Linked DNA regions of Mus musculus: region 1 is linked to region 2. A link is a contact called in public HiChIP or PLAC-seq data. All regions are on one chromosome and are shown on one strand. Each heading gives the region's core, a stretch centred on a gene start, on an enhancer-like site or on the middle of the called end of the contact. The rest is flanking DNA. Distances are from core to core; before and after follow the strand shown.

Evidence for each region. HiChIP or PLAC-seq counts read pairs in DNA pulled down with a chosen protein or histone mark.
Region 1: a contact with region 2 is called in an H3K27ac HiChIP or PLAC-seq map of oligodendrocyte precursor cells, with 10 times the contacts expected there. The contact joins the enhancer-like site here to the promoter of A930003O13Rik in region 2. A contact is called at or near these places in 16 of 39 promoter capture datasets (the 3T3-L1 cell line, 3T3-L1-derived adipocytes, the C10 cell line and 9 more), 1 of 15 datasets of contacts at CTCF or cohesin (the NIH/3T3 cell line), 4 of 484 Hi-C or Micro-C datasets (cerebellar granule neurons, cerebral cortex, cortical neurons and 1 more), 11 of 115 datasets of contacts at active chromatin or transcription factors (a beta-TC-6 cell line, craniofacial prominence, embryonic basal ganglia and 8 more) and 2 of 9 other capture datasets (adipose tissue and embryonic stem cells).

What each region holds. Positions count from the first base shown.
Region 1 is chr5:23,194,126-23,199,790 of GRCm38.p6, forward strand. All of the region lies in intron 2 of Lhfpl3 (lipoma HMGIC fusion partner-like 3), which reads left to right. Among named protein-coding and RNA genes, the nearest start is that of Gm17434, 120 kb to the right of the region's middle. Within about 2 kb of position 3,171, at least 14 of the 459 cell types and tissues checked have an H3K27ac peak or open chromatin away from gene starts, as enhancers often do. A contact at or near this core is called in embryonic basal ganglia, neural stem cells and oligodendrocyte precursor cells, where this site is marked.
Region 2 is chr5:22,743,018-22,749,399 of GRCm38.p6, forward strand. A930003O13Rik (RIKEN cDNA A930003O13 gene) reads right to left here and starts at 3,867. Exons shown (of 3, transcript NR_027362.1): 1 at 2,568-3,867; 2 at 1-190. It overlaps Lhfpl3 (lipoma HMGIC fusion partner-like 3), which reads left to right and starts at 3,037. Exons shown (of 3, transcript NM_029990.2): 1 at 3,037-3,608. The coding sequence starts at 3,176.

The DNA.
Region 1 (5,665 bases), core at 1,921-4,420, 450 kb after region 2:
TTATCTGGTCTACTGTCTCTGACTGTGGCTTGTCCCTCTTGCAAGCCTATGTGTCAGTACTCCTGGAAAACCAATTTTCTCCTGTAGGAATTTGGGTATGCAGAGCTCTGGCACAGAGTCAGCTCCACGGTGCAGGCAGAAACCAGAAGGATCCTGTCCCTAGCTGCTCCTTGGTTCCTCTGTCTTGATTGTTCTGCGTGTCAGTCTTGGTCCAGGTATTTGAGCAGAAGTGGTGGTCTTATATGTGCTCACAGGTTTGTGTTGGCACTTCTAGGAAACCAGCTCTCTCCCAGTGGTATTTGGATATGGAGCACTGTGGCACAGATCAGCTCCCAGTACAGATAGAAACCTGAAGGATCCTGTCTCAGGGTGCTCCTTGGTTCCTGTGCTCTGAGGGCTCTGGACTGATTCCTCTGAGCTGAAGTGGTAGTCTTACCTATGCTCACAGGTGAGTCCACACTCCTGGGAGGCCAGGTCTCTCCTGGCAGTATTTGGGTATGAAGCACTGTGGCACAGGATCCATGACTATATCTCTTAGAAATCAAACAGATGCTACAAGATAGACAGCTAAACAAGCCCCTAACAGTGACAAGGACAAGTAGTAGACACAATAATATGGAGGATGGGACTCTCACAAGCCCCACCCCTCAACAAAGACCTACAGATGAGTAAAGACTGCTGAGAGAGGGAGGGTTAGCCTTCCCCACAGATGAACCCCTAATTGGTTATCCAACACCAAGCGATCAGTCCTGAAATCAGATACATATGAGAAATACTAAACAGATTCAACAGGTTACATATGCATACTTATACATAACACACAAATATATGTAAGTAATCGAAAAAAAGAGACCACAGATCTGAGAGGGAGTTAAGGGAGGAAAATGTGGGAGCAGCTAGAGGAAATAACACCAGAGAAGTTGAAAGGAGAAAGGGCAATGAGGAAATGATGTAATTATATTTTAATTAAAATTTAAAAAAAAACTTGGGAAAGAATAAAATATGGATCTTTCAACCTAGGGCAACTAAATAATTTATTCCTTATTTAACAATATCCTTTTTCTTAAACATCACATCCTAGACAGGTAGAAGACACACCATGCTTTGAAAGTCTTAGCATGTGGTAAAATTCTGAGCAAAGTGTGAAAGTGCTTTCTACCTTCCACGTAAGGGATCAGATAAGCTAAGGTTGCAGTAGGTACTGCACAGCCATCTGTATTCTGCCCCTGAGAGTCTGCTACTAGATGCAGAGAAGTTTTCCAAAGGCAGGTCCCAAGACCATGACCAGGGACTGCTGTGTTTACTGATTCATCCTGGTTCTTGAGATGCATTGCCAGCATCTTTGGAATAGCAAACTTTTCATTTTTGAATTATTGATATTTACTTTTCCTACAAGTAATCTTTTGTCCTATATCAAATGAAAGTCATAATGTATATATCAAATGAGTAGCTTAAAGATCTATTCTGACAGGCAAGAGAAGTCTAACCCAACAGCATAGACAATCTTGTTGTCTGAGGTTAGGTCCCCATATTGAATGTCAGCCATTTGTGGGGCTGGTAAATCTTTTCTGAACAATAGCAATGAATGTGCTGTGCAGAGAGTTGGGTGCTGGGATATAATGAGCAAGTGTACACAGCTCCACTAATGAGCAGACAGTCTATACAAATTCAATTCAAGTGAATGGCAATAGTGCTCCATTAGTAAAGAAGCAGGCCATACCTGGACACAGCGTTTCCTGAGGAACCCAGGATAAGGATACAATGAGGAGTGTCAAGAGAATCAACAGAGAGAATCGATGATAGGCCTTATGGGCCAGGACTGCATTCAAGGTCAACAAGATGTCATTGCAAGGATTTTAATTAAGGTGGTAGGGTCTCACTGAGGCTTGGAAAAATGGAAACCAAGTTACAAAGAACAGGGTTAGATGTAAAGGCACTGGAAGGGAGGCCACACTGAGTACCACAGGAAGGAGAAGATGGTGTATAGAGAAATAGGTAGCAAGGACACAGAGAGAAGAGCTTGGTTTAAGAGAAGGCTCTGAGGTAGACTCTACAGGCTTGATGGGAGAGGCTAATTCATCTCCTGAAGTCTGAGCCACTGGAAAGATGATTCGCTGGTGATTGGGGGAAAATAGTATCCACAGAGCAGTGAGTTTGGTGAAGCAGAAGAAGGCTACATGGGGAAAGGCATGAGTTTCTTTTGTGTAGGATAACTCCATCATTTTGTCCAAATGGGCAAACATTTGGAAATAAGATATACTATTAGTGCTGCAGCAACAACATAAATTAAACCCATCCCTAGCCAAAAAAAAAAAAAAAAAGAAAGAAAGAAAAGAAAAAGAAAAAAAAAGAAAGGTCATTCCAGCCTCCACAGAAAGTCAGGATAACCAAATGAAGATGCCAAGCAGACAGTAGATATATGACTTTCCACTTAAGGAGAAATCGCTGAAGTATTTTTCATCAGGAAACCATTTAAGGAAATTGTTTCCAATTGCTTTGTGATGTGTAATTAAGGTGTGTTTATGAATGTTGTCATATAGATGCCAAGGAGAACTGGCAGCTGAAGATCATTGCTCAGTCTTTCCCTTATAGCACATTTTATGTTCAGAAGTCCAACAATACCCTGGGTGTGCCAAAGGCAACTTTCTTTATTTTGAAGCTAGAGTCTGTATAAAATCTGGTGGAAGGCACCCTGCATCCTACTAATGGAGGCCTGCCAGAAAAGCAAAGGCTGGTACGCACACATCCACTCTCCATCCTTAAAAGAAAGAAAAATAGTTAAAAAAAAAAAAAAACAACAGTATACTGACTCTACATTGGTGGCATCATTTGCTGGGTAGATGACAGCATGTTTTACTGTGGCTGTTACAGTCATTAGCAATTATCATTACTATTATGACAGATGCCACGCTGGTGCCAAGCATCCGTCTTTGCCAGCACTAGCATAAATGAGTGCATACATTAACGTTCTTCCCACTTTTAGTTCACAATCATCTTGGAAGCTTAAACCTGAAATAAAATGAAGGTTAACTTAATGCTGACACCTCCTGGCTGATAATATCAGCGTAAGAGAAAGCAACACATTCAGCAGCTGAGGGATCTTACAGTGAGTCTGCAAGTTAATGTTCCACCAATAAGAATTTGTTACCCTGAGTTCGATAATACAAAGAATTGCTTGTAAAGAGGACAAAGTGGGCATTCAGGAGCACCCATTGCATCCCCTGAGGCTTCTCTCCAGGAGTCACCGTGATGCTCCTGCCTGTTGTAGCCGCTGTCTTATTTGGAGAGAGATCAACAACACTTCTCAGTAGCTGATGTTCAGTGTGATCTAGGACGCTTACATCTGAGCTTCAGTTCATTTTATTGGTACGAACATCACTAACAGTCAGTCAGCAGCTGCTGGGAAGGTTGTTATCTCAAAAGGAGAGAGAAACAGTCACAATGACCCAGTACTGTACAGCAGGGGGGATAAAGGAACCATAGATATCTGCATTAGCTTGGGTGTACTGCTTAGTGAAAGAAGGAAAATGCAAAGAATACATACAGAAGAAAATGGCCTTGGTGTGGTTTGGGGATGTGAATGTGGCTGGCCACCCCACAAAGAAATCCAGGTAGGAGACTGTCACTCAGAATAATGGTCACTCCAGAAGAGAGAGATGACCTGGGACTAGTATGGGACTAGGAGTGTCCTAACACTTGACATGGCCAGGGGCTAGACATATGTTCATTCCATCACTACTTGTTAGACTGTGTACTTGTGTTCCACATCTGGAAGGGTTTCTTTCTCTCTCTCTCTCTCTCTCTCTCTCTCTCTCTCTCTCTCTCTCTCTCTCTCTCTCTCTCTCTCTCCCTCTCTCTCTCTCAGAAAGATAAGAAGACCACATGACTAGGGATGGGGATAACTAAATGTATACATTTTAATGTTCTAATTACAGTGCTTTGTTCAAAGACTCCAGTTGGGACCCTTTCTCCTCCTTTCCAATAATCCTTTCTACCCTGTTCCATGCCCTGGGGTCTCTCTTGGGACTGGTTTCTGGTGCATAGCAAGATCATTTCTTCACAAATTGCAGGCCTGGCTTGTTGGAGAGTATGGTAATGTAGACACCACCTCATGCTAGTACTGCAGGTAGGTGGGTCCATCGTTGGAACTGTCAGGGTACCTCCTATCCCACTCTCCAAAGAATGAGGGATCCATGTCTGGAACTGTCTTGATAATTCAGGATGCAGAGGCCAAACCCCTTCTTCCCATACCTGAGCACATTCCATGCAGGACAGCCCAACAGGAATTAGTCCCACATTGTCCTATTATCTTTTCTAGGAGATGTACAAGTCTTCATCTTGTATTTGGAGTATAAGACAGAGTCTCTGTCCAAAAGGACAGCTTGAAGAACTGCATCTTACAGAAAATATTTATTCTTAAACCTCTTGACAGGTACTTTTAAGAGAAATATGTTAGCCAATAGAGTCTAAGACATTCCCCCAAATCAACCCACCAAGGCAACAAGAATCATCAGGTTGGGTGATAAGTGTGCCTAAAAAAGAAAAAATAAAAAACTCACACATATTCTAAACCTGATTTCTTTACCTTCATTTCTAAGCCTAGCAGAGTTACATGTTGCTGCCCAGGACTCTGTACTACCTCTAAGGGCTGCTTGAACCACTATGCTGTATGCTGATATTGCTCCATAAAGAGATGCCTTTGCTGAAGATAAGCAGATAGCCCATACAATGCACAAATGCCAACTGTAGTTCAAACCTATTCTATTTCCTTGGATTTTAAATCTTCACCTTTGATCTTAATTTTAGTCCTCTACAGTAACCATAGTAACTTCTTTCAATTGCTCTGGGCTGTTGCATAAAGGAGACATTGGCTTAATCTCTTAAGCTCCATTTGAAATGACACATTGGTCTGGGTGGCAACTTCCATATAAAATGAAAGTCAGAAGCCATTCTCCAGAGCACATGGTAGCTGTCAGACCTACTTGTGACAATGACATAAGGTCTGAGCAGACTTTTCCCAGGTGTGCAAGCATCTCACCTTGCCACAACTCCTCCTCAGTCCACTCTTGACTATTTTAACACCACTGTATTTGTCTAGAAAATATACTTTCCAAGCCTGTCTCACTAACCTGTGTCTTCTGCCTTCCCATCATCCTCTGTGTCAAGCATGATTTCTGATCAAGACCTAACTTTCAAATGACCAGCTTCTACTGTCATCTTGGGGATATAGTTTCTCCTTATGCTTTCTACTCAGTCCAAGCCCATCATACCCTGGCCACCCCAGCCCACAAGGATCTCTCCCAGTTGTCAGGCTGCAAGTCTCTGTCCCTCTGTCTCTCTAAGGACAACATTAGATGTTCATTAGATGATCGTTTTGTATTGATATTTACACCAATGATGACAAGTTTGCCAGTCCTTGTAGTGAGTGCCAGGTGCTAGTTATTTTCAACCTCAGCTTACAACATTCAACCCAGGAAGGGTTTTTTCCTCCTTATTGTACTGTACTGACCTGATCTGCCTGCTGGTTTGATCCTGCCCATCCAATCAGAAAAGACCAGGATTCCCCCTTCTCTCTCTCTCTCTCTCTCTCTCTCTCTCTCTCTCTCTCTCTCTCTCTCTCTCTCTCTCTCTCTCTCTCTCTCTCTCTGATTTAAGATCTTAACTG
Region 2 (6,382 bases), core at 2,617-5,116:
ATCAGGCTAGTTTTGTTATTTCCTCCTCCCCCAAACAGCAGCTATCCTGGTGACAGAGGATGATTTCAGAGTCTCACATATGTTTCGCTGTCCCAGCTCTTGAAGTCCATCTATATCAGTGGTTCCCAAGCGGTGGGTTGTGACCCCATGGGGACTGAATGACTCTTTCACAGGTTGCATATCAGATATCCTGCATATCAAACATTTACATTACTATTCATAACAGTAGCAAGGTTACAGTCATAAAATAGCAACAGAAATGATTTTATGGCTGGTGGTCACTGCAACCTAAGGAACTCTATTACAGGGTTGCAGCATTGGGAAGGCTGAGAACCACTCTGATCTATATGGCGCAAGTCAGAGATTTTAAATGAAGGGTGGGATCTATCTTCCCTGTGGGGTAAAGGTGCAAAGGTCAAGGTTCAAATGCTAGTGGCATGGCAGTGTGAAGGCCGTTAGAGCGCTCATTCTTGGATGGCACGCCTACTGTTGAATTGATCATTCCAGCTCATCCGTAGTTCTTAGAGTCTTGGAGGACCCTACTTTAGCCTGAACATCTGCTATAGTACAAGACACTGTGGAAGTCTATTGACATGGTTCATGTCTTATTGATCCTAACTTGAAGGGAAAAATGATGACTTCTTAGGGGGAATGCACAGGAGCACTTTAAACTAACAGCTTGCCAACTCTGGACTGCTCTCAGTGGTTGTTGACAAGAGTGGACACCTCTAAATGTGCTTGCTGGTATACAGATTCTGAGCACGAAACCTGGAGGCAATTCCAAACCTGGAATACGAATAAGGCTTTCCTTTGGCGTGCCTCAAATAGAAAAGCTCTTTGACTCACAACCTTTGAGTCTGAGTCATTCGTTAGTCTTTTCTTTGTCCTGGAAGGCAATTTAAGCATCAAGACACAAACAGGCTTTTTGATTTGCAGCTTTCTCTTCTCAGCAACCTCTAAACTCAACCCCAGGGACAGTAAAGGTTTTTTTTTGTTTGTTTGTTTGTTTGTTTTTTAAGGCATTGATTTCAAAGAAAGACAACTTTATATAAGCAGGGTTAGGGGAGTTGAGGGCTTGGGAGAGTCACTAGAAATCACTGTCCTTTCTTGCCTTGAAGCCCTCTCTGCTTTAGGACACACTGCCTGCCAACTGACCCTACAAAACTTATTACCATCTTCTTTTCTCTTCTTCCTCCCAAGTTAAAATGCTGACTTACCGGCAGCCGTAGGGGAGTTCTGAAATGAAACCTAACAGAAGTTCTGACCCTTCATTACCACCAAACACACAGAAGATAGATCTCTTTGAGTTATATTTTTAAAGACATAATGTGTCCACATCTAGATCACCTTCTGCATCTGTCCTAAATCGCTTTGATATTTTAAAGGCTTTCTGAAAGGTTATAGCTACACTTGATAGCAATTCTGGCTTACCTCAGCAACCACATTCCCTGATCTGTCTAACGATGTCCTCTTTTCCAAACTCAGCCTCACGGATCTTGAACTGTAATTCCGCAGCTGGATGCAGAGGAAACGCTCCTGTGTAATTCTAACACTTGCACCTCAAATCGTTCATAGTTGCAGCAGAAGGTCCTTCATTGCCTCTGTGTCCCTAATCCTAAACCCCCTCTCTTTACTCCCCCACCCCCATAATTGCAAATCCTCAGGGTATCAGATCAAGAGCATAATTAATCTCCATCATTTACACGTTGGGCCCAATTTTACTGAAGGGTAATTTACATAGTACAGACTTCTGGATGAGTCTATGGGCGCATTCTTTCATCTGCTCAAAGAATGCAGCATTACATTGTGGAGTTTAAGATTATTTGTACCAAAATCTATTCCTGCAATTGAGCATTGTCGGTTTGCTATACGGTTCAGAAGGAACCAGATAGTAACCGACCACAGGAAAAAAAAAATAGAGATAGCAATGAGCAACTCATTTTGAAAGGGCTGTAAAAAAGGGCAGTATCAAGAATGGAGAAAGTAAATGAGAGAAGGGGACAGTGTAAAGTACACATTAATTGTGCAAGAGATTGTTTGCAGACGATCCGGGGAAATTACACTAAAACCAATTCTCGGGTTAACTGGAGCTTTTGGTTGTGGGAGAGGTGGAAATACTTCCACTGTTAAGGCACTCATCCCATTTATCTTTATCCCTCTTTATCTTTAGCACATGCTAGCTGCCAATGAGTATTTGTGCAATAAATGAAACACCTGCCAAATTATCCGATGTTTTCAAACAAACTCTAAAATTCTGTGATAACTACTTCTGTGCATGCAGGCCCCATCTATTGCAAGCCGCGTGGGAGAGAAAAGGTTTGACTTCAAGCGAAGCTTGGGGTTTCCATTTGCCATAGTTCATTTGGTTGCATAGTGGAAAAGTGGGACGAGAAACAATAGAGGATCACCCTCCAGGCGTGACTTCTACATTATTGTGTGACAGACTTCTGCCCAACTTCTCCTGTCTCCATCTGCCAACCTGAGGTCACCTAAGAGTTAGCTTGGGGCAATTCTGTGGTTTTAACAGGGATACCTCCCCGGGAACCACATCTCTCTTCCTTTCTCACCTACACCTGCCATAAGGCTGCCTCTTTTTTTCCCTGCAGAGATGCAGAGGTCAAAGCACGTTCCTGTGCGGTGATGAAAAGCTCAGGATCAGCCTCTTGGCCAGCAGCACATCCTCCAGGATCCAGGGAGTGCCTCTAGGATTCCTCTGGGCGCGCTCTTATAACTCCACGTCTGCTTCTCTTGCTCCTGGCACTTAAGAAGCATCTCCTGGTAGCCGCGATCCTCTGTGACCTGGGGCACCAGCAGAGCCTACAGGAAAGAGGGTCAAAGGCGAGATGAAGAGTAAGGGGGCGTGAGGGCTCGCAGGCTTCAGCTGCAGCAGCTGCAGCAACGAGCAGAGGAGTGGAGGGTGCAAAGCAGGGCTGGAGCCGGGTCCAGGAGGGAGGGAAGAGGGGGGCGGGAGGCTGTGCCTGGCGAGCCGGAGGGGTGCTCCACGCTCCCCCTCCCTCCTTCCGGGAGCGAGGGTGCAGACTCTAGAACTGGTGCTGCTGGGCTGAGGCGGAGGCAGGGGAATTGCAACGCACGCCGCTCGCTCGGCGAGTGTGTCTCCTGCGCGCCGAGAGGCGGGGGGAGGCGGAGGACCGGGAGGAGGAGGAGGAGGGGGAGAATGCCCGGAGCCGCCGCCGCCGCCGCCGCGATGCTCCCGGCTCAGGAGGCTGCCAAGCTGTACCACACCAACTATGTGCGGAACTCGCGGGCCATCGGCGTGCTGTGGGCCATCTTCACCATCTGCTTTGCCATCGTCAATGTGGTGTGCTTCATCCAGCCCTACTGGATCGGCGACGGCGTGGACACCCCGCAAGCCGGCTATTTCGGGCTCTTCCACTACTGCATCGGCAACGGCTTCTCCCGGGAGCTGACCTGCAGGGGTAGCTTCACGGACTTCTCCACGCTGCCCTCGGGCGCCTTCAAAGCCGCCTCCTTCTTCATCGGCCTCTCCATGATGCTCATCATCGCCTGCATCGTTTGCTTTACCCTCTTCTTCTTCTGCAACACAGCCACCGTGTACAAGATCTGTGCTTGGATGCAGCTCACCTCCGGTGAGTGCGCGCTCACCTCCACGGAGGCAGGGGACCCCTGGGTGTCCGAGCTCCAGAGAGGCTGGAGTGGGAGGGACCGCTTCCTGAGCTCTGCCAGTCCGGGACAACTTAATCCTCTCTCAGGTTGAAGGCGTGGAAGGAGGAACCCCCAGGTTCCTCAACCTTGGCACTGGCGCCAGGTCCCCAGGCGTTTCCGAACCTCTTGGATGCTAGGGACGCCACCCATAGGGACGCCTTGGAGGCTGAGCAGTTGTTGGGCAGAGTCCGCTCAGAACTAATGATGGGGTAGTGGGGCGGAGAAGTGGCCACTTAGAGGCTGGGCTCCGTGTGTGTGTGTGTGTGTGTGTGTGTGTGTGTGTGTGTGTGTGTGTTTATGTGCGTGAGCTGGGGACTAGGGGAGTCTGGTACAAGCGGGTGAAAAGAGGATTTAGAGCAAGCCAACCTGTTCTGCCCTTCCCTGGATTATTTCCGCCTTTGCTTCAGGGTGTGTGAGTGTTGGGAGGAAGGGGGGGGGGCGTGTAAATTTGTCTTTGGCAACCATAAATATTTTATCATCCATCTGGTGATGAGTAAATCCTAATTTTGTTTAGGCACCCCTCCCTCCCCCGGTTTTCTTAAAAAGAAAAAAAAAAATGTAGCGTAGAGTGTTCCTTAGCAGTTCCTCGATGCCACACCTCCAGCGTCTCCTTGTCAGCCAAGGTCCTTCCATTTCATCTCTAAACAGGCAGAGACGTCTTGGGAGAATGGGGATTTCTCAAGACCTCATTTTGGGGAAGGGGTGTTAGGAAAGCAGGCGAGGAGAAAACTGGCTTCACTAGCACCAGTGATCTTCCCTCTGTTCAGTGTACTGTTGCCAGCTGAGGCTATGATAGGACTCCCTTCCCCACATCCGCCAGCATCAAAGTTACTTTCAATTAAGAAAGAATGTGGAGTGCCTTCTCTGGTGGCTTTGAAGAGTCCGGAAACAACACCCGTGCTTACTGCACTTCTGTTCTGTCTCCTCTCCTGCCTTCCAGTCTAAAGTCAAGGGTCCTTGTTTTTCGACACATTGATGAAGCCCTTTGGAATGGAGGGATCTTGAATGTCTCCAGCAGTTAAACATCTTTATTTATGACTTATTATTATCATCAGTATTTAAGTATCTTAGACTTAAGGGAATGTTTATTCTATAATGTTTTGAAGGCTTCTGGGAGAAGAGAGATTTCATTACTGAGCTTATCAGAATGTGTAAGATGAGGAAATGCTGAAAGATGTTGGGACAAGCTAAAGTTCCTGTTATTCTGGGATGCCGGGTCCCTTTGTGCAGCAGAGGCTGGCCTCAAACTCCTGGTGCACTCACCTCAGCCTTCTAGTGCTGGGATCTCAGGCTCTGTATCTGTATCAGGAAAGGTTCTTGTTCTTGTTAGTTTCATCGAAGAAGTGAAGCTTAGCATGGACTGAAGTGCTTGTTTGAGGTTTGTCTTGCTGCATTGCATTTGCATTTACTGTGAAAGTTTGTGTGTGAGACGCAGGGACGAGCATCCTGTCATCCTGCTGCACAGAAAGAGCTTATTTCCTGTGGTCACTCTGCCCTCCCCAGCTCGAATTTATCCCCTGCTCTGTGCCTTTTTACTCTCATTAATTTTGTTGACATTTCAGAAGCAGAATAACTGAGATGTTCGGTAGACTTCTTCATTGCGCTTCTTCATGGTACTTTCCTCTGATTTGACTTTGAAGAGAATAGGACAGGCAGGCTGCATATGTTTCAGGGAAACACTTGACCCTACACTGCTAATTTTAATTCTTCTCAGTTAAATGACCTATTTAGACTGGTGATTCGAGTTAGATTATTTCTCAAAGGTCTGAGAGTTGTTTGTGAATATTTCTCCAAAAGCACATAGTTGATTCTTTTATTTTAATGAAGATTTATATTCTAAAAATGTATTTTTTAAATAAAAATAAAGAAAACTACCTTTGGGGGAAATGATCACTTTTGAAGTAGCATAAACTTCAGATCTTACAGTGTGGCCTCTTGCTTTTCCTACAGTAGAGAACACAGAACACGATAAACTCTGGAGCAGGAACACATGCTGTCATGTACTCAGACACGAATTAAATGTTCCATTTACATTTCCATACCATTAAAATGCCCTGATAGTCTTTGTACTGCAGTGCGTATGAAGGGATTTTCTTCATCCAGAGATTTGAATAGCCTTAAATATTATGCCTTTAAAAGCCTTTGGAATTTGTTACTTTACCTCTGGTTTCAGTTATTAATCAACTATCTTAATAAAATAATCAATTATGATGAGCTGTCAATTAAGAATTATGTGAATTGTATTTATAAATTTTAAAGGAATGAGATGAGACCTAGGAGATATTTGTGAGGAATGATGCATTCAACATGGTTTTAGTTTTAGGGTTTTGTTTTGTGTTTTACTTTTGGGGATGTGAGAAATGTGGCATGGTACATAATGTACTAAATGCTCTCTGAGGCTGCAGAGCTTTGGGTGTCTCCTTTGTAGCGCTCTTTAATGTTGCATAAGCTCTCCATGTTTATAGTTTAACTACCCAGAATAACCTTTAGGGAAAATTTCTAAATATGAGAGGTGAGACTTAATGTAGCATTTGATTATTGGATATTCTTTAACCTTAATTTGAAGCTAACTAACTAGCTTGTATGTGTGGCTATCTAATCACTTTAATGTGATAGCATCAGAAGTCAGGTAGAGTGTCAAATTCTACACGAAGTGATACATTAAGATGACGAATGTAGACTATTTTGTAGTAGTATG